2 separate regions of the Mus musculus genome follow, and region 1 is linked to region 2. The links are chromatin contacts, called in public HiCAR-type maps. All regions are on one chromosome and are shown on one strand. The core of a region is the stretch at or near the end of the contact, and the rest is flanking DNA. Distances in the headings are between cores, read along the strand shown. Region 1 has its middle 10 kb from the start of Gm23216. Region 2 has its middle 13 kb from the start of Col3a1.

Region 1 (4,017 bases), core at 1,259-3,758, 380 kb after region 2:
GCTGACCCTCGGGCATTTTTTTTTTTTTTTTTTTTTACTTTTCTGAAAGCTAATGAACATAAGGTTTGAATCAGACATCACATTTAAAATAATAACTGCCAGTATAAAATGTTCAATGTGACTCAATTCTGTAGAGCAAAAGATATGAAAGAAAAAGGAGTTCGGTTCTCGTTTATAAAAATGCAGAATGATAATGAATTCAGTTACTGTGAAAGCAGGTGAGCACAACCAATATTTGTATTAAAGAATTCCTGAGTTTGTAGTTCTTTTCAAAGATTTCTGCCATACTTAATGTGGCATTTTGAGCAAATTATACTTCTCTGGGCCTCATGTTCCAGTGCTGCAAAAATGAAAAGATTGGACTATATGTAGGATGGCAGATGGATTACCTGCTTATGAATTCATCTTATAGCTACATGCAGACTGCACCAGCTGGGTCTATTGTGGATGACAGAACTGTGGAGTCTCCACGTGCACCTCATAGATGATCTGGTTTGCTGTGGAGGACAGAAACATGGAGTATCCATGTGCACCTCACAGATTCTTGCCTCTGGCAGGAAGATCTTACTCTCCCTGCTAACCCCCAGTCGTTGATTCTGTTATTAGCTACGCGTTTAGTGCAAACTATGATTTCCCTCTACAAGGTGCTCAACAAATATTATTTCTGGTATTCACAGTATTCCAAAGACAAGGAAAACAAGCCTCAGAAAATACAAGGAATTTCCCAGAGTCAGAAAACATGGAGTCAATAAGTAAGATAATCTCCTGCCACTCCCTGTCATAAATTATCTTAATTTCTCATATTTTGGACCATACCCTAGCCCTCCTAAAACATAAAAGCCATATATTCTAGCATCATTATGCATTGTCTGCCTGTACCTTAATACACACATGTGCCTGCACAAAGAAAATGCAGCTGTTTGGGCATGAAATTCAGCTAGTCCATACAAACCTGAAGTGACATTACAGAAGCTCTGGGGCAAAAGCATTCAAGAAAGAAAGCTTTTCTTTCAGAAAACAGACTAAAAGAGTAGTTTTCTAAAGATTAAATGCAGTAAATGATAGAACAAATGATATATAAAAGTCATATTCAACTTAAAGAAAATGTTTTTATTAACTGAATGCAGAATGATACTAAAACCAAAGTTGGAAAAATCCCTATCTATGTGTCACTGTGTGTTGTACCAATTTGGATGTCTAGCTGATGTCTGCTACAATATTCAGAGTTGTATTTGGTATAAGGGAATATTCAATAAGTACTGGTTGATGGTACTGGTTTATAAATAATGTGAACAATTAATTAATACTATGAACAATATTTCTGAGGTTTCCTTAATTTGAGGCAGTGACTTGGCTTTAGCCATACTTTAGGTTATAGTATCTGTATAGAGCAGAAAACACTCTAACTTTCCATTAGAGCACACTTACCTCTTCCATCAGATCGCAAAACCATCAGCAGCCTTCAAAAGTGGTCAATAATTGCAGATTTACTCACTGATGTTTTCAGTGAAAGAAAATTGCCTTTGGAAAATTACAGGGAAAGATAGTCTTAAAAAAAAAAGCCAGATACAAGAGTGGACCCATAGAAGAAAAAAAAATGAGTACTAGCAGCCAAATTAGATTTTATACCAAAGTACTGTGTGGTCTTGTTATTACCTAGTTGATTCATCTCTGTTATAAACATTTGTTCTTCATTTGTGAATAAATTCTCCAATTACTCATCACAAGGAACATACTTACAAATCAGCCTAATTTTAAGAGGCAGGTAAGTGAAGCTAGAGAGATGGCTCAGTTAAGAGCACGTGTGGTTCTTGTGACATACCAGGGTTCAGTTCCCAGCACATACATGGCTGCTACTCCCTCTTCTGGCCTCTGTGGGCATCCGGCACATGTGTGATGCACAAACAGACGTGCAGGCAACCACACATACACACATAACAAAAATAAATAATCACTTTTAAATTTAAAAAAATCAGACATAATTGGTTGAATACAGGCATATAAATAAATTAAAATACAAAAATCACAAGGTATATGTACACTGGGAACAAAAAGTAATTTTTTTCATGGGAAGAATACTGAGAGATGAAAGATCAGAAAGACACAAAAGCACATGAAGGAACTGGAGATCATTGTGTTTCTATAGACACCAATAATTTATGTTTTTTCATAATATTAAAATACTAATAAAAGATAAACCTGAAATACAGACCCACATGTACATAAAATAACTCTACAAAGACAACAGTCAGCAATTACTGAGAAAGACTTCTTATCTAACCATGCAAAGCAAAGTCCTACATTATATTTTATGCCTAGTGTTTGGCATCAATATCATTCCAGGGTGTGAAGGCACAACATGATATCATGCGCTGAACCTGAACAAGAAAGTTCTGCAGAATGCTGTTCGACAGTCTCTCCATGACTAATTCTGTTTGCAGAGTGAGCTGTGGCTGTGGTCATATTCAGCCAGCCAAGACAATGTTTCCAGAGTGTAATTGTTCCAGGCATCAAGGCACTTTACAACATGTTCCCATTGCCTTTTGATACTCTATGGCCAGGAGACTGCTGAGAAAATATTATTCACCAGAATTAGACTGGACTAGTCAGCTGCCTGGTTATTACATCGCACGTCAGCTCAAGCCATGTCTGCAACTGAACTCACCAGATGTTTCCAATTTCTCTTCCTTCTGAACTACAAGTTGAACTTTTTTCCTGGCTTTGAAATATTTTAAACAAATAGTTTTCTGGGATGTCTCATAAAACTTACATAATAAAGTCCCAGGTAGTATCATAATAAGAGTCCAGGCTCTCCTGAGCTGCCATAGACCTGACCCACCTATTGCCACTCACATTCTTTTAATGAGGTTTTCACACAGGAGTCTCATTCCTATCTAGAAATTTCCATCAAGCTGACACATTTTCTTTTCTTTTTTTTTTAATTTTTATAAGATTTATTTGTTCCTTCTTTTATTTTTTTAAATATTTTTCATTATTGCGTATTTTCCTCAATTACATTTAGAATGCTATCCCAAAAGTCCCCCATACCCCCCCCACTTCCCTACCCACCCATTCCCATTTTTTGGCCCTGGTATTCCCCTGTACTGGGGCATATAAAGTTTGCGTGTCCAATGGGCCTCTCTTTCCAGTGATGGCTGACTAGGCCATCTTTTGATACATATGCAGCTAGAGTCAAGAGCTCCGGGGTACTGGTTAGTTCATAATGTTGCTGCACCTACAGGGTTGCAGATCCCTTTAGCTTTTTGGATACTTTCTCTAGCTCCTCCATTGGGGGCTCAATTCTGAAACTACTATACACCCTCTGTTAAAGTATTAAATAAAATACATTTTGCATGCAATTAAGCTCTTTTATGCACAAAAGTCACAAATTTTATGCACATAGTACACCTTTCAAATACGTACTATGTTTTCAAGGATACCCAAAGATTTTGCACATACTTAAAAAGAAACATACAAGAATATTCACTACAGTCATTTTTAATCAAGAACTGGAACTTAGAATCAGCAAGCACACCCTTATTAATAGAAATTGGCAGTGAATTTTATATTGTGTCCAACAGAAACACTACACAAACTTAACATAATTATGCATTATGCATACAGATTAGGATGAAAAATCTCCATAATGATAATTAGGTGAAAAAAAAAATCAGAACTAGGTCAACACAAATATGTATGTGTAAATACACACAAATACCTACATATACTATATAATTTTGTAGCTGTGGATTTTATTTTGTTTTAATGTACAAGAATTCTTTACTTAAATATAAATAACATTAGAGAAATAGATCAAAATGAAAATAAACTGAAAATATGAGGATTTAATAAATCTACACACATGAATTAACAGAAAGGAAGAGGGGGTAAAAAGGAAGAAGAGAAAGCAACTAGCTCTGGGAGTCCCTGCTTCCCAAAGGCCTCGAAAATGTGACATGACATGACATGTCATGACAACTTTCAGCAGTGCTACTGGTGCCCATCTCAGCTCAAATT
Region 2 (4,605 bases), core at 1,977-4,476:
AATTGCAACAGAAACAATGCGTCTTTGGCTGGATCCGTCACATGAGCTTTTCTAGCTGCTAAAGGATTTTTCTTAAAATCACTTAAGATATGCAAGAAGACTAGAGTCATCCTATATGCTTTTTCTTTGTAGTTTCACAACTTATATATCCCTTTTATTCACTGCAAATAGCAACAAACTGTTTTATTATTTCAAAAAAGTTAAGCCTACCAACAAGGATCAAAAACAAACAAACAAACAAACCACAAACTAACGTCTCCAATTAAATACATACCTGAGGATAAAACTGAATTAAATATTAGTGTAAATATGTTCAAAATTATTTCACTGAAGAGTCATTTAAACATGTGAATTAAAAGCATGTATTCTGGAAGTAGATTTCTAGGAATTGCCTCCTAGTTCTGCTATTTACTGACCTGTGATATTTTGTTGTTGTTTTGTTTTGTTTGTTTGTTTGTTGTTGTTGTTGTTGTTGTTGTTGTTGTTGTTGTTGTTGAGACAAGTTTTCTCTGTATAGTCCTGACTGTCCTGGAACTCACTTTATAGACCAGGCTGGCCTCGAACTCAGAAATTCGCCTGCCTCTGCCTCCCGAGTGCTGGGATTAAAGGTGTGCAACACTATGCCCGGCCTGACCTGTGATCTTGAACAAGTGTTTACTCATATGTAAAATGGGTATATAAATTTTACATACTCCTGAGCCATCGTGAAGAATCAGTGAAAAGCATGTGTGTATGTGTGTGTATGTGTTATGTCTATTTGTGTGTATGTGTAATGAATATGTATGTATGTATATATGTAAAACACATGTAGTACCATCCATGTGACCCATACTTTATATATACATTTAGACATACTTACATAAGACTGGTACGAAGCAATTACTGCATGAGAATTTTTATTTCTACCATACTTTTAAGAGTAGTTTATTGGTTTAGTTACATGGATCTAGAGAGATGGTGCAATGGGTAAGTGTGCTTTCTGCTCTTCCAGAGGATCTAAGTTTTGTCCCTGGCACTCATATCAGGTCTCTAACATCCCAACCAACTGTAACATTATCTCTAAGAAATCCAACATGTCTGGCCGCACAGGGCATTTGCACTCGTGTACACATATCTATGTATAGGCGCACACACACTTATATGTCATTAAGAATATAAAAATGTGGAGAGCCGTGAGCAATTGGCATCATGAGCCTCCGCTGTGCCTAACTGGTAAACAAGTAATGTGCGCAGGTGCAAGAGTAAATTCGTGCCAAGTCACTGCCCATCCCGGGGCATGGTGATGAGGCTCTGGGAGAGCAGCCAATCAGGTGTGGACACACCACACTAAGGTGTATATAAGCAGTGCCTTTTTGGTGCTTGGGGTCTTCCTCTTCGTGTTGAAACTGGTGTAATAAAGTTGCTGCAGAAGGATCTGGTTTCTCACACGTGTGTTCTTGCTGGCGAGACAATAGCGCATGTGAGATAAAAAAAATCAATCTTAAATTATGGAAATGCTCTTTAGATATATTTTGTTGTTATTGTTTGATTTTTGTTCTTTGAGATAAGGCCTATGCCCTACAATTCTTGGTTGTACATGACTTTCTATGACAAATGTTTGCTTCATACTAATAAAATCAAAATATGTAACCTATTTTATAGTTTATTAAACTGGCATTCTTAGACTGCCAAAGTGGCTCCGTGAGTGAAGGTACTTGCTGCACAAAACAGGTACCTGGACTCAATTCCTGGATTCAGTTGGGGAAAGACAAAAGTAAATACTGAGAGTTATCCTCCTACTGCTATATACATGCTTTGCCATGTGTGTGCTCACGCTCACATGCAGGTATCACACATACACACACACATACACTCACAAATAGACAAACTCATAGACCTTCTCTGAGAACCCTACATGCCAGGAACTGCATCAGGCCTTAATAGGTTAGACTGTAAAATGGGGTGGTTAAAGCTGTAAGTGACATGTCACTACTTAAATTTCAAACTATAAAACAATTTCCGAAACTATTTTAATTGTGGGAGACTCTCTTCCTCGCTTAATCCAACCCTTTGCTTTTATCTATTTGAATTGACACTTACTAGCCAAGTATTTTCTTACAAGTTTTTGAGAAAACAATTTCTCTTGAGCAGTGTTCCAAAATAAGCATTTCAAATAAGATATGCTTTGGGAAAATGTTAATAAACTTGTCTTTGGCAAATGTTTCAAGTTTCCTTGTATTTCCTTCACTTGGCAGTGATTTTATTTTGTGTTTATATAATGAAGAAAAATGGTATGTGAGTTTAAAGGTGGATACTATTATTATAGTGACAATTTTCTTATAAAACTTATATCTAATACAGAGAGTTGGAGACCTTTAATTAAAATTTGTTGTATAAGGTAGCTAGGAAAACAGTGAATTCAAATTTAAAAATGAACCATGAATATTAATTAGAATCTGAACATGTCACTGGTCCTCAGCTCCATGCCCCATCAGCTATTTGTTAAACAAGAGGGAAAACAGTTACCAAACAATACTGTCCCCATTGTGTGTACAACCTTGCAAGCAAAATAAAACATTGGCTGTGGGCTACCAAGTCCACTGTCATAATAAATGAACATAAGTAACCAAAGAAGGACATGTTGGAATGTGGGTGGCCCATATCTTGGTAATGTTCTTTCGGTGTTTGGTCCATATCTTTGCAGCCATCTATGTTTAAAATATTGAGGTTCATTTTCCTTGAACTTTTCCTCTAAGTTCTAGGGCGTTAACTAAAAGAAGAAAGTGAGAAATGCTATCTCTAATCTTTTTAACCAAAGAGAAGAAAAGTTAACTACATCAGTGCAGTGCTAGGGATGGTAACAAAGAAACCCAGCACTGTGGTGGTTGTATATGCCTCTGGACACTGACTGGCTGTTACTGTTACTGTTGTACTGTCGGTTTCACATAGCACCCTATTTTCTTAATAACAGCTAGGAATAATGTTGCTAACTAGGGTGACTACAGTCATTAATGATTTGATGAGAATCCAAAATCAACAACTACTAGGAATTTTCCTGGATCCTCTACTTGGAGAAACATTGCAAACAACTTACAGCACACTAAATCAGCAAGGTTGGCCTGGAAAACAATTTATGTAATTGCCCTGCTTTTGTTTTGGGGAATCTTCCAGAAGAAGTGTCTAGAGAATCAGATATAATTTGAGCAGGGTATGCTAACGTGGCTTCAACAATGATCTTACTTTTCTTGTAACTGTATCCTAGCCAGTCATTTTTTCCAGTGGTGTGTCATGCTGTCCCAATTGGCTGTCTGCTTGTACTTTGTTCTGGCATTTTCTGTACCAAAAAAAGTGAAGCTATAAAATTACCATCTTTGACTTAGTGTGAATTTCAGTTAAGTTTCTCCAGCCTTACCCTTTTCTATTTCCACTTCTAAATCTATATGGTTCTTTGAAGGGTCTATCAGGGTTTTAGCTTATTTTGAGAAATTTGAAAACAAAAAAATCCCAGTTGATTGTCCTAAAATAATCCTACTTTAGCTATGAATTTCTTCCCAGTTAGTCATCATAATAAATAATCAACAAGCAATCTTTTGTTTCTTCTTGCACATCTCACCATAAGAGGATGTAGTACATCATCAATTTAGTCTGAGAAACAGAAGTTAGGGAAATCTCACTCAGCCCTTCTCAACTTGAGCACAACAATTTAATCCAACTGCTAACTTTCTACTATTGACCTACCCTTAACAACCACATTCAAGTTAGTGTTTTAGTCCAGATTGCATGGGTTGGACTCTTGGCAGTCATCAGGGTGACACAACCCTGATGCTGAATGTAGGTCAATGTGCATGTCCCTTACATGCTAACTTTCCCCTAATAACAAAAATGTGAGTTGGAACTCCTACACCCAAGAGTTGTCACCAGAACACTGTTACCTGCCTTGCAAATATCCATGGCATACTCACCTAAATCAGTTGAAGTTTCCCCAGTTCTCTAGGAGATTTAAGCCAAGAAATCTAGTCACAAAAGAAAGCTTTAAACATTTGCAATTCAAATAAGGAGTCTACATTTGTGTGATAATAAGGTCATTTTAATACTTTGATGTGAGAGTTTGTATATTTGTTGCTGTTGTTTTGTTTTGTTTTTTCTCTTTTAGAATGCTTTAGCCTCAAGGAAATTTGGTTAATAGCATTGAAAACAATTTGAACAAAATGTGTAAAACTTATTTTAATTTATTATATTGTAGTATTCTTTCATATACCCATTTAACTTTTAGTCTTAAAATAGGTTTTAAAATAGGCACATTTTGTGTTTAATATGTAATTTAATTTGAAATTAACAAAAATTTTGTGATAGTTTTGTAAATTTCCATGTTAGTTTCATTTTTTAATTGTGACTCTTAAGTGGTCCTTCATTTGAGAACATAAGTTTTACTGCTTTCAATTTTTTTGTGAACCAGCCCTATTGTTTACTCTTTACTCTTTTAAAAATAAATTTATAACATCTGGAAGTGTTTTAATGAACTCAAAATCCAAAACTTCCTATGCTAGAAAGGGTGATCATTCATTTTTAAAGAAATGAAAATCTTAAGAATATTTAACCTATTGAAAATTTATAGGCACTCTAAAT

What was found. HiCAR-type assays count read pairs that join an accessible place to other places.
Region 1: a HiCAR-type map of fibro-adipogenic progenitors shows a contact between it and region 2, with 3 times the contacts expected there. The contact joins two enhancer-like sites. A contact is called at or near these places in 3 of 39 promoter capture datasets (the HPC-7 cell line, embryonic stem cells and liver), 1 of 484 Hi-C or Micro-C datasets (embryonic stem cells) and 1 of 115 datasets of contacts at active chromatin or transcription factors (fibro-adipogenic progenitors).

What each region holds. Positions count from the first base shown.
Region 1 is chr1:45,673,418-45,677,434 of GRCm38.p6, forward strand. No RefSeq gene overlaps it. Among named protein-coding and RNA genes, the nearest start is that of Gm23216, 10 kb to the right of the region's middle. Within about 2 kb of position 2,509, at least 43 of the 459 cell types and tissues checked have an H3K27ac peak or open chromatin away from gene starts, as enhancers often do. A contact at or near this core is called in fibro-adipogenic progenitors, where this site is marked.
Region 2 is chr1:45,296,720-45,301,324 of GRCm38.p6, forward strand. No RefSeq gene overlaps it. Among named protein-coding and RNA genes, the nearest start is that of Col3a1, 13 kb to the right of the region's middle. Within about 2 kb of position 3,227, at least 31 of the 459 cell types and tissues checked have an H3K27ac peak or open chromatin away from gene starts, as enhancers often do. A contact at or near this core is called in fibro-adipogenic progenitors, where this site is marked.